2 separate regions of the Mus musculus genome follow, and region 2 is linked to region 1. Evidence: chromatin contacts called from public Hi-C data. All regions are on one chromosome and are shown on one strand. Each heading gives the region's core, a stretch centred on a gene start, on an enhancer-like site or on the middle of the called end of the contact. The rest is flanking DNA. Distances are from core to core; before and after follow the strand shown. Region 1 overlaps Arhgap21 (Rho GTPase activating protein 21). Region 2 overlaps Enkur (enkurin, TRPC channel interacting protein).

What was found. A called contact is a pair of places that touch in the nucleus more often than the background predicts.
Region 2: a Hi-C map of bone marrow-derived macrophages shows a contact between it and region 1, with 26 read pairs. The contact joins two enhancer-like sites. A contact is called at or near these places in 3 of 39 promoter capture datasets (frontonasal cranial neural crest, second pharyngeal arch cranial neural crest and stem cell-derived epiblast-like cells), 1 of 15 datasets of contacts at CTCF or cohesin (large pre-B cells), 5 of 484 Hi-C or Micro-C datasets (DN2 thymocytes, the N1E-115 cell line, bone marrow-derived macrophages and 2 more), 10 of 115 datasets of contacts at active chromatin or transcription factors (acute myeloid leukemia, bone marrow-derived dendritic cells, embryonic basal ganglia and 6 more) and 3 of 9 other capture datasets (adipose tissue, embryonic stem cells and liver).

What each region holds. Positions count from the first base shown.
Region 1 is chr2:20,940,392-20,945,802 of GRCm38.p6, forward strand. The region is part of intron 1 of Arhgap21 (Rho GTPase activating protein 21); the gene reads right to left. Among named protein-coding and RNA genes, the nearest start is that of Arhgap21, 25 kb to the right of the region's middle. Within about 2 kb of position 3,035, at least 128 of the 459 cell types and tissues checked have an H3K27ac peak or open chromatin away from gene starts, as enhancers often do. A contact at or near this core is called in bone marrow-derived macrophages, where this site is marked.
Region 2 is chr2:21,180,166-21,185,201 of GRCm38.p6, forward strand. Enkur (enkurin, TRPC channel interacting protein) reads right to left here. Exons shown (of 5, transcript NM_027728.2): 5 at 566-953. The coding sequence ends at 780. Among named protein-coding and RNA genes, the nearest start is that of Enkur, 23 kb to the right of the region's middle. Within about 2 kb of position 2,911, at least 43 of the 459 cell types and tissues checked have an H3K27ac peak or open chromatin away from gene starts, as enhancers often do. A contact at or near this core is called in bone marrow-derived macrophages, where this site is marked.

The sequences.
Region 1 (5,411 bases), core at 1,785-4,284:
AAGGGCAGCTCATAACCACTTTTAACTCCTGCTCCAGGGAACTCCCACATCCTCTTTTGGCCTCCATGAGTACCTCAACTCAACATTTTTACACACATATACACACAAATTAAAAATATAATTCTGTTTTAGTGGAGTCTTAAAAATTGGGGGAAAGTTCATAATATGACTATAGTTTTTAAAGGAATGAACTGCTCAAAAGCACATAAAAACACTGGCCGTATACATGCCAAACATTAATAGGAATGATAGCTGAATGACCAAAATGTATAAGTCAGCTTATATTTCCAATGTTTTACAAGTGACCATTCAATTTACATACAATTTAATTTTCTATATTTGTAACATGACTCATACATTCTCTTTCTGTACCCTATCTCAATCTAGAATACATTAATAATAACAATAAGCAGGTATCAAATGTAACTAACGTGCCAGGCACTGTGCTCAATGCTGAACCAAGCTCCCTTGCTTTAACCTTCAGAGCGATCCCTGATATCCACACTATTAGAGGTGAGTGTGCGAGCGAAGGCAGCAGCAGCTTGTGGGCATCACAGAGCCAGCATCACCTCTGCCTTCAGTGGCTTTGGACACTGAACTTAGCATTCCACTCCACTATCCTGCCTCCCTACAGCAGTGACATATTCAACAACTAACAGGACCTAGATCAGAATTCTCAGTGTGCCACAGTGGCCAGCATTCTGCTCTGCGGTGGCATTTCCTGATTCCCAGCATATCATTCCTTTGTCTCCAGTTTGTTTCCCTCTCTTCTCTTCAAGCATTTCATTCACTCCATTTCTTCCCCATCCTCCACACTTATCAATACCACATGCTTTTATCCTACAATGTTCTTGGGAGCAGGTTAGTTTTAATGGTGAAGTCAAGGGAACCAAGAGCTATCCTAAGTCTACTATAAATCACAAGTTGTACACAGAAAGCCTAGAGCCACATCTGCCCACCAGATGTGTTTGCTTCAGATCCTACTGTTTTGGTATTCTTTAATAAGTCATCAATGTTTAAAATATAAGACAAGTTCACATGCAAATCTAAAAATTTAGTTTTTTTAAAAATAAAGTATCTTGAGGGGCTACAGAGAGGGCTCAGAAATTAAGAACACTCATTGCTGGGTTCAGTTCCCAGCACCCACACACAGTGGCTCACAACCATCAATGACTCCAGTTCCAGGAGACCCAACCCCCCTTCTGATCTGGGCCAGCACCAGCTCTGCATATTACATACATAAACACACACAAGCAGTATCTGTCAACACCAGATCCAGCCCAGGAGCTGTTTCCTAGAGCTTGCTCTCCTGTCTGAAGACAGTCTCTAGTCCCTGCCTCTGTGCATGTCCCTTAACTTTTTCATCTCAGGCCTCTGCATCCAAGTGCTGGATTACAAATGTGTGCCATCACAACCAACCAGTCTCCTTTCATACTTCCATTACCTGGCCTCAGAGGTACTACATCTGTGACTTCCATTAAATATATTTAAGTAGTGGCATCAATATCACCGTAGATGGTGTTCTATGCCATTTTTACTTAGGCTATGCTCTACAAGAGATGCTACTAGCTAATGGCTTACTGTCAGATCAAAACCACAGGGAAGGCAACACTGGCAACACTCAGGCCAAGGCACACACAAAGCACTCAGTATCCGCAGCTGCACCAACCCATCCCAAAGCATCTATGGCACAGGTAACACTCCTCTGGGGTTCAGACCTCAAACAAGAAAGTTCCCCGGTAAGACTATATATAGGCTGAGTGGTGGTTACAAAGCATGTGTACATAACACAGAGCTCAGGTTTCAGCTTTGCTAGGCTCCTCATAGCATGAATTTTAAATGTTAAGATAATTGCAATATCTATCTTCTTTTAGTCTTTGAGTAGCCATGTAAAACCCATATTTTTATGGTAATGTAAATCCATTAGGGGGAGTAATAGGAAGTGCAATGAGGAATCAATCTTAACCTGGAAAAAAACAGACACTAAATGACCTTCCCTATCTCCAATTTCTCTGGTCCATGCTAAACTATGAAACTATTTTCTAGACAAAAAAAAAAAAAAAAAAAATCGGGCATACTGAAGAACTGAGATGCTAAGATCCTGCTTGCAACTAATATCAAGTCTTTCCGTCTAGGAAGTTTGTGTCTGGCCTGTGCAAGAACTGAGACACGGCTGGGGTGTGGCTGGACTTTCTGTGTTAGAAAAGCCAAGCCATTAGGCTGAGCCTGTACAGCATGATTTACGACTTACTGAAGAGGTCTCTGCCTGATAACAGTGCTGCTGGGGTTGTGCAGAGAAAGGCTCGCTTCTTAGAGAGCACTTAAGAACAGACAGCTATTCTTAAAAATATGCCCAGCAAGTTTTCTGTACTACAAAACTATGTTTTCATAAAAGCCCAGCTCATAACATGAAACGCTCAGAAAGGAACCTCATTCAGTTCCGCCACAGAAGAAATCCAGAACCATATTTTATTGAAAATTTAAAAAAAAAAAAACTTGCTCAAAGGCGGTTTGTTCCAAACTCTTTGTGCTATCTTATTAACACAATCTTAAGCTCCTTGGGAAAGCTGTGAACTGGCCTTCTTCTACAACTGTACCGTCTTCTCATTTATTAGTTTTAAATTAAGTCAGTCAGTCCCACTTCCCCTCCCCGACAGCCTAATGCTCCACAAACAGCAATGACTGTGTTACTTCAGCTAACTGCAGTCTTGCAGAGTAAGTAACTCAGATCATCAGATTTACCCTATGCTATGTTAAAAAAACTAATTAACTCAAAAGAAACAAAAGATGATTGTAACAAAAGGCAATGTTCTCATATCAAGCATTTTCTTTCCCCTACAGTTACAGCAGTCTTAAATTAAAAAGCAAAACTATGTATCCATCAGACAAACCTGGCCATTCCATGCACAGTAGAGATTGCAGAGTAAACTCCAATTGTGGTTTATCATGCAGTCCAGCAGCCTGAACTGGGCCATGTCTGCCTAGAGCGCAGCCTTCATCCTCTGACTCAGCAAGCAGCGCTCCCTCTGCAGTCAAGTGCTCAAGTGCTCGCAGAGGCTCTTCCCCTCCCTTTCCTGTCTGAGCATCGTCAGGAGAGGCCAGGCTGCATCACCCTCCCAAACACTAGGATATTGTTACATCACGCAGCAGAGCCTGCCTTTGTCTGTATTTAGCATCACTTTGGTTGTTTAACAATTGTTATCTTCTTCTTTGGGGGAATTATAAGCTGTCATTTACTTAGTCAATAAAAGCACAGCTTAGGAAAGTGGTACAATAAAATAACCATACTATCAACATCCTACAGCAAACCAATTCCCACACAGGAATTGGTCTTTACTCAGTGTAAAGGGGGTTAGAATCCCCATCCTTCTTAATCTCTCTGCAGCCCCTCGCATGGCTAACAGCCTTCCAAGCCTCCCATCTCTCTCACCCTAGGTGTAGCACATCTCCATTTTGTATAATATGTCTGTAACTCCTTGCCTAGCAAGAGGCCAGGAAGGAGGTGAGAAAAGAGTGGCTCAGCTTCCTCAATGGCTGTTGCTAGAAGTGCAACAAGGAGCCGACAGTTTAACCTTTGAACTCCAACTCACTCATCTGTAAAATAGGTAACACCTGCATGGGCTTTTTAGCATGAAAAAGTTTAACAAGACTAAAACAGAACACCTAATCGTTCTTATTAATATTCCCAAGACTGGCTTCCCTTCTTATCTAAGTTAGAATTCTCTCCTTGACCCACTTTCTCCTTTCTTGCGCTCTCCCTAGATGATGTCATCGTCCAGGCTCATGACTATGAATGACTCCAACCCTCTCCAACCCTTTCTCCCAAGCTTCAATCTGCATGACTGAACCCTTGCTAAGCATGGGTACCTAGATGCCTAGCACTACTTGCTCCAAACAGGGCTCATTATCTTCCCTCTCCCAGCCCCAATAATCTCCTCATCTACATAACGACAGCACAATTCAAGCCCTGGGTTACCAAAACACAAACAGCTCCTGAGCCCCTTCTCTACCCAGCTACCAAGTCTGACATCTCTAAAACACAGTCCTTTTCTCCCTCCGTGGCCTCCTCCTAAATGAGACTCCCATTGGCTTCTCCAGGTTGGTCTCTCCTCCATTCTGCCACTCCTCTGCAGTCTTGCTCCACAGGATTAACAAAAGAGTATTTTAAACCAGTTACTCATAGGGCTATACAGGCTACATCACTTCCTTCGCTGCTTTCTGTCAGGATATGGTCCTCAAAGTATGTTCCCATTAGCTCTATAAGACAAGGGATATGAGCTAGATGGGTTAAAACAATCATTTGGTCAAATAAGTTTGCTCCCAAACTACACCAACTCAGAAGTAAAAAACTCAAAAGAAAGAAAAGAAAAGAAACAAAACCAAAGGTAATCAGTGAGCTAGGGGAGGTACAAGAGAATGTGATGATCCTGAAAATTCAGAAGTTTCAATGGGCACACAATACAGCCCCTTAAAGACCCAGAGAGTATGTACAGGAGTTAGTTCATTGTGCTTTCCTGAAATACAAACATCTGAGATAGAAAGAGAAAGCCTCAGCACAGCCATCACTACAATGGTGACCCTGCAGCCTCTGTGGTGACTGGAATGAGCAATGTCGCCATGGCTCTTGTGTGTGAGCCTTGGTCCACTCTGGGTGGTGCCATTTGGGGAGGCTGTGAAGGCTGTGAAGGCTGTGAAGGCAGGCTGTGAGGTGGACTCTGGCTGGAAGAATACACGTTGTGAGAGTCTGTGCCCCTGCCCCTCTTCTAGTCTGCTTGCTGCTTGGTGGCTTAAGTGAGAGACAGAGCCTCTCAGCTTCTGCTCTGGCTGTCTGCTCCACATGTCTGCCACCATCATGGACTCCCTGCATGGGCTGTAAACACATAAACAGAAATAAACTCTTCCTTCCCTATGTCAACTTTGTTTTCTTTTTTTGTTTTCTTTCACACAGACAGACAGAGTTTCTCTGTATAGTCCTGGCTGTCCAGTACAGTGTACAAAGTGACTCACTTTGTCGAACAGGCTGGCCTTGAAATCACAGAGATCTTCCTGCCTCTGCCTCCCCAGTCCCACTGCAGCAGCCCATAAGTCAACTCTGGTCATGGTGTTTTACCACAGCACCGAAAAGTACTCCACCTTTAGGAACTGAGGCACAAAGAGCAAAGCACCATTACATGGCCATCTGACTTTTCCACGACAAACCTTTACGCCAAAAACCCAACCTGCAGCATCAGCTTTAAGGTCTTTTCAGGATGAAAAGGAGCCCTGGACAGCTGAGCAGCTCAGGGTTTCACTGTAATATCCACAGACTACAGGAATTTTGTATTCTAAGACAGGAACTATCAGAAAACAAACTCTAGACCATCAAAATGACGAAAGCAAGCAGGTGTGCTGACTCACATCCTAGGGGGAGC
Region 2 (5,036 bases), core at 1,661-4,160, 240 kb after region 1:
TGCATTTTGTCCTGTCCTTGGGTGACTCTGCTCCTTTTGAATGGTGTGCTGGAAAACTCACTTTGTTTCTGCCTCCCTCACCCCTATCCCCAGTGATCTTTCAGGTCCTGCTACTGAGCTACATCCAGGCCTTCAGAGGAGTCTTTCTCGAATTCTCCCTGGAGCCTTTCATGAATCATCTTAAATTTTCTCCCTTTAAATCAATCTTTTATCATGCATAGTTTTGTGGATACTGAAAAGATCTTGAGTTATAAATAATTACAAATAGCCCTGAACCCCTGAGAACACAGGCTTCAAATCTCTGGAGTTTGGAAGCAACATAAAGGAAATGCTTTGGAGTGTCTGGGAGTCAGGTGCCCCAGTCTTTGACAGGCATGGTTTTCTGCACTGTATTCTTATCGTCACTCAGGGAAGAAAAAAACAAAACAGAAAACAAACAACAAAACAAAGCAAAGCCTCCCAAACCATGAAATGGTGAATGTTTTTGCTTTTCAAAGTCCAAAATTAATGTTCATGTGAAACACGTCCACAGTGATAGGATGATTGACATTACGGAAGACAGACCCAAGGTGCAGCTTCTGACTTTAATGGTTTGTTTATAAGTAGAACTCTGACAGTGGAGGAGAAAATTTTCTCTAGAGCAAGCAAATAATTCAACTATTCTTTCAACACTGCCCCTACATTTTCGGTGAAAACTTTATTCTCTTCATAGTCCTCTTTGAGAAGAGTGGGTTTAGTGTGATGGCCATGTGGCTTTTTTCTGTCCTGCAACAGTTGGCTCACTTGTTAGCGATGTAGATGATCTTGTGCTTCTCAATGACACTGATGTCGTGTTCCAGCTGCTTCATCTCTTTTTCCAGCTTCTGCTTGCGAATCTTCTTTGGTACAGAATCAATGAAGACCGAGAGGGATTGGAACTCTTTGTGCACCTCTTCCCAGTTCTTCTTCAGTCCCTGCAAAGGGAAAAGAGACCTTGACATAACAGGTAGACTGGAAAACCAATAAAAAAATTGCCCGTAATGAAGACTGGGAGGGTACAGATGGCTGTTGAAGGAACTTTGGGAATAATAACGTGTCCATTCTGGACTTGGCCACAATAACAGAAAACACATACAGAAAGCAGAGCCCTGCCCTCTGTCATCTGCTCCATCCCCGCTGGGAGCATTTACTTGCTTCACCGGCAATATGGCTGTAGCTCTATTTTCAGTGTCTTATATGTAAGTGCAGAGTTATGAGCATTGTGGAGCCAAGCTTATAGCAAATGCCTTGGTAAAAATCAATGATCTGAAAATTGATAGTCCCAAGTAAAAGTTGGTTTTGGAAATATTTTTTACACATTTATTAGGAAAGTTTTGTCTTTCTAAAGCACATATATGCACACTCATGTATATTTGCGAGTGTGCCTGGGCATGTATGTGCCCAAGTCAGTGAAAGCTAGAATACAATCTCACATATATCATGTTCAGGACCACCACCACATCCTTTGCAGCCCTGGAACTCAGGAACTTAGGTTAGCTGTCCAGTGGTCCCTCCCACTGCTGCCCCCTCCCCCACTGCCAGGATCTACCTGTTTCTTCCACATTCCTGCTAAGATCACAGCACATGTCGCCATGCCTGTCACTCTTACATGGGTGCTGGGGATCAAGCTCAGCTCCCCATGCTCACAAGGTAGACACTTCATACAACAAACCACCCCACCCCCACCTTCACCTCCTCTCTGCTCAGAAGTTTCTATTTTATCCTTATTCTTCAACATGGAGGTCTCATATTTTATTTAGTAAAATGTTATTGTAAGAAAAATACCAAAATTCAATTTTACAATGACCTTTTTGTATATCTTTTCAATATATTACAAAGACTAAATCATCTTCCATATAGTCAAGGGCTCCATACTTCCTGTTAATGTATTCTAGACATTGTTGGAATGTCATTAGATGTAGAACACATGCTAATTTAATAACATAGTTAATGTTTTATGATCTCTAAAACCAACAAATTTAAAATTAAGGATCTCTTAGGAGCTATAAACGCCATTTCCATCTTTGCCTGGCTACATTTCTCGCTCCACTACACCAGGGGCACCACTGACAGGTCTTAAACTACAAATTCAATTCATTCAGTGAAGTTTTACAAAGCAGCACTTTTCATTCATCATAGATCATTTTATTTACACACTTGTCTGTAACAAACTCTACTCCTGGGCGTAATGGTGGAGATAAGAAGATATAGCAGGAGCTTTCAGAGAAGCCAGCCTGTCTGAATTGGTAAACTCCAGGTTCAGTTGGAGACCCTTTCTCAAAAAATATGGTAGACAGTGACAGAAGTCACCCCCACATTGACCCCTAACCTCCACATATGAATACATATAAGTTGGTTTGGAAATATTTTTTATACATTAGAAAAGTTTTGTCTTTCTAAAGCACATATATGCACACTCATGTATATTTCTGAGTGTGCCTGGGCATGTATGTACACAGGTACACATGTGTGTATACGTGCAGACACAAAGAAAAAGTAAATTGCATGTCAAGAGAGAAAGAGCAAGCTTTGGAAGTCCACAAAGGAAGCAAAAGGATGCCACAAAAGAGCAGATGCCATGTGAATAAAGAGAAAGCCAACCTGGGTCATGTAGGCTAAGAAGAAACAGATGCCATTTCTAAAAGTTGAGCCACATAGGCAACAGGCAGTCCCACCATTAGGACAAGTCCAAAGCAGCATTCACAAGCTGTCATTCCATTTTGGTGAGATGGTGAGAAATCCCACAGTGTCATTCTGGGTGACTCAGGGCAACTAACAGGCAGCATCTTGAGCAAGATCCTATTAAAAACCAAGCTTCCTTGAAGTGTGAGAACAGGCCTAGCAGCTTTGGTTTGGCCTGCCACAGGGTCAGGGTGTGGGAAGTCTCTGGAGGCAGAAGTAGAGACCAGCAGGCTGGAGGCTGACAAATCCAGGCTGTAGACAACAGGAAGCTGGGCAGGGAAGTGCATGGGGAAGGATAATCTAACCCTGGAGGCCAGAAACAGACACAAATCAACAAAGAATCGCTCTGCAGTCTGATCAACCTCTGGACCATGATTACTGACTTGCACTGCCGTACAGCCCCAGAAACCTGATGTTTCAGGCATGGTCTGTATACCTAAGAGCTGCTTCCCTCCAACATGGCAGTTAGTACTCAAGAGTTCTTGCAAGTATAAAGACAGTTTCTGCTTGAGCAGATCGCAGTGCTGTGATTGCTTCTCACACTCCCAAGACATTTGGGAGAGATCTTCACGTTTGGGAGACATCTCCAGCTAGAACACTAGCTATCACAGGGATGCAGTACAGCATGTATGTAAAGGATGAGACAATTGCCTGGCCCACAGGCTGAAAAGTTACATGTGGCCAGCAAAGATTCCTGAGAAGAAGAGTAAAGCCACCAAAGTAAAGACAGACCTGGTGAACATCTGGTTTCTCAGTATTGACTCAGCAGCAGTGTAAAGCTGGGAAAGGAAGGGAGTCCACTAGTTCAACTGACCCTGCCTCCACCCCAGAACATATGTAAGTGTCAGTTTCTAATCTTCAAGGGCCTTCAATAGCCAAAGCAATTCTTATCAAAAGAGTGATGCTGGAGGACTCTCAATGCCTGATTTCAGACTATATTAGAGAGCTACAGTAACAAAAACAGCTTGGTACTGGCTTAAATGCAGATATGCAAACTGATGGAATAAAAGAGAGGACCCAGAAATAAACCCACAGAGATATAACCACTGAATTCTTGACAAAGGTGTCAAAAAAGAAAAAAAAAGACACATTGAGAAAGAGAGAGTATTTTCAAAACACGGGGCTGAAAAAAATGGAATTTCTGAGTGTGCAATGAAACTACTCAGATCAGTTCAAAATGCATAGAAGGGATCTTAAGGTAAGACCCGAAGCTTCGCAGTGACTGGGGAAGATGTGTGGGAAATACTTGAGGACATCAGCAGAGGCAACAGGACTGCAACAGCACTGTAAATGAGCCCAATGATTGAGAGTCAGGATACATGAAAGCAAAGCTTTTCTCAGGGTCTGCAGAGAGGGCTCAGAAGTTAAGAGGACTGGCTGCTCTTCTAAAAGGCCACGGTGTGTTTCCCAGTTCTCACACAGCGGCTCATAACTATCTATAACTCAGTTGTAGGAGATCCAACACCTCTCTGACCTCCACAGGCACCAGGCATGTATGTGGTATACACACATACATGCAGGCGAAACACCGATACTTATAAGATAAAATCAAACTGTATAATAGGCTTCTTCAGAGCAAAGGAAATAATTGGCATAGTGAAGACAGCTTTCAGAATAGGGAACAAAAATAAGCACAAATCATTCGACCTGGTCCATTGGCTAAGAAACAGAACAAATAGATCTCCAAAGAAGAAATCCAGAAGTTGTCTACTCGATAGCTGAGAAAATGTTAATATTCTCAGCCATCAACGAAATTCAAATTAAAACTGCTTGAGGTTCCCCATCTCACCCCTGATAGAATGGCTGCCTTGAGAAACATAAATGACAGCAAATACTGGTGAGGATGTGGGGGGAAAGAAATCTTTATAAGCTGCTGGTAGGACTGTGAGCTGATACAGCCACTGTAGAAATCGCTATAAGGGTTTCTTTTCAAGTAGAAATATCACATGACCCAGCTATATCACTCCTGGTTGGGTACCAGCAGAACTCATAGCCATCATGCTACAGAGATCTTTGCATTTTCCATGCCTATTGCTGCACTACTCACAATAGCTAGGAAAGGGAACAAGCCCAAGTGTCTGTCAGCAGAGCAATGGATAAGGAAGAAGGCGACATGTGCACAGCATGTACATGTTCAGCCTTAAAGAAACAAGATGGTAAGATTGGCAGCAATGGATCACTATATTAAGTGACATACAGAGGCTTCTAAGAACAAAGATCACATTTCCCTGATAAAGAGCACAGAGACATAAAAGTATACATATGTGTATGTGCATGCATGTTACATGTGTGTTCATGGGTTCATGTATGTGTGTGAGCGTGCTTGTGTGTGTGTG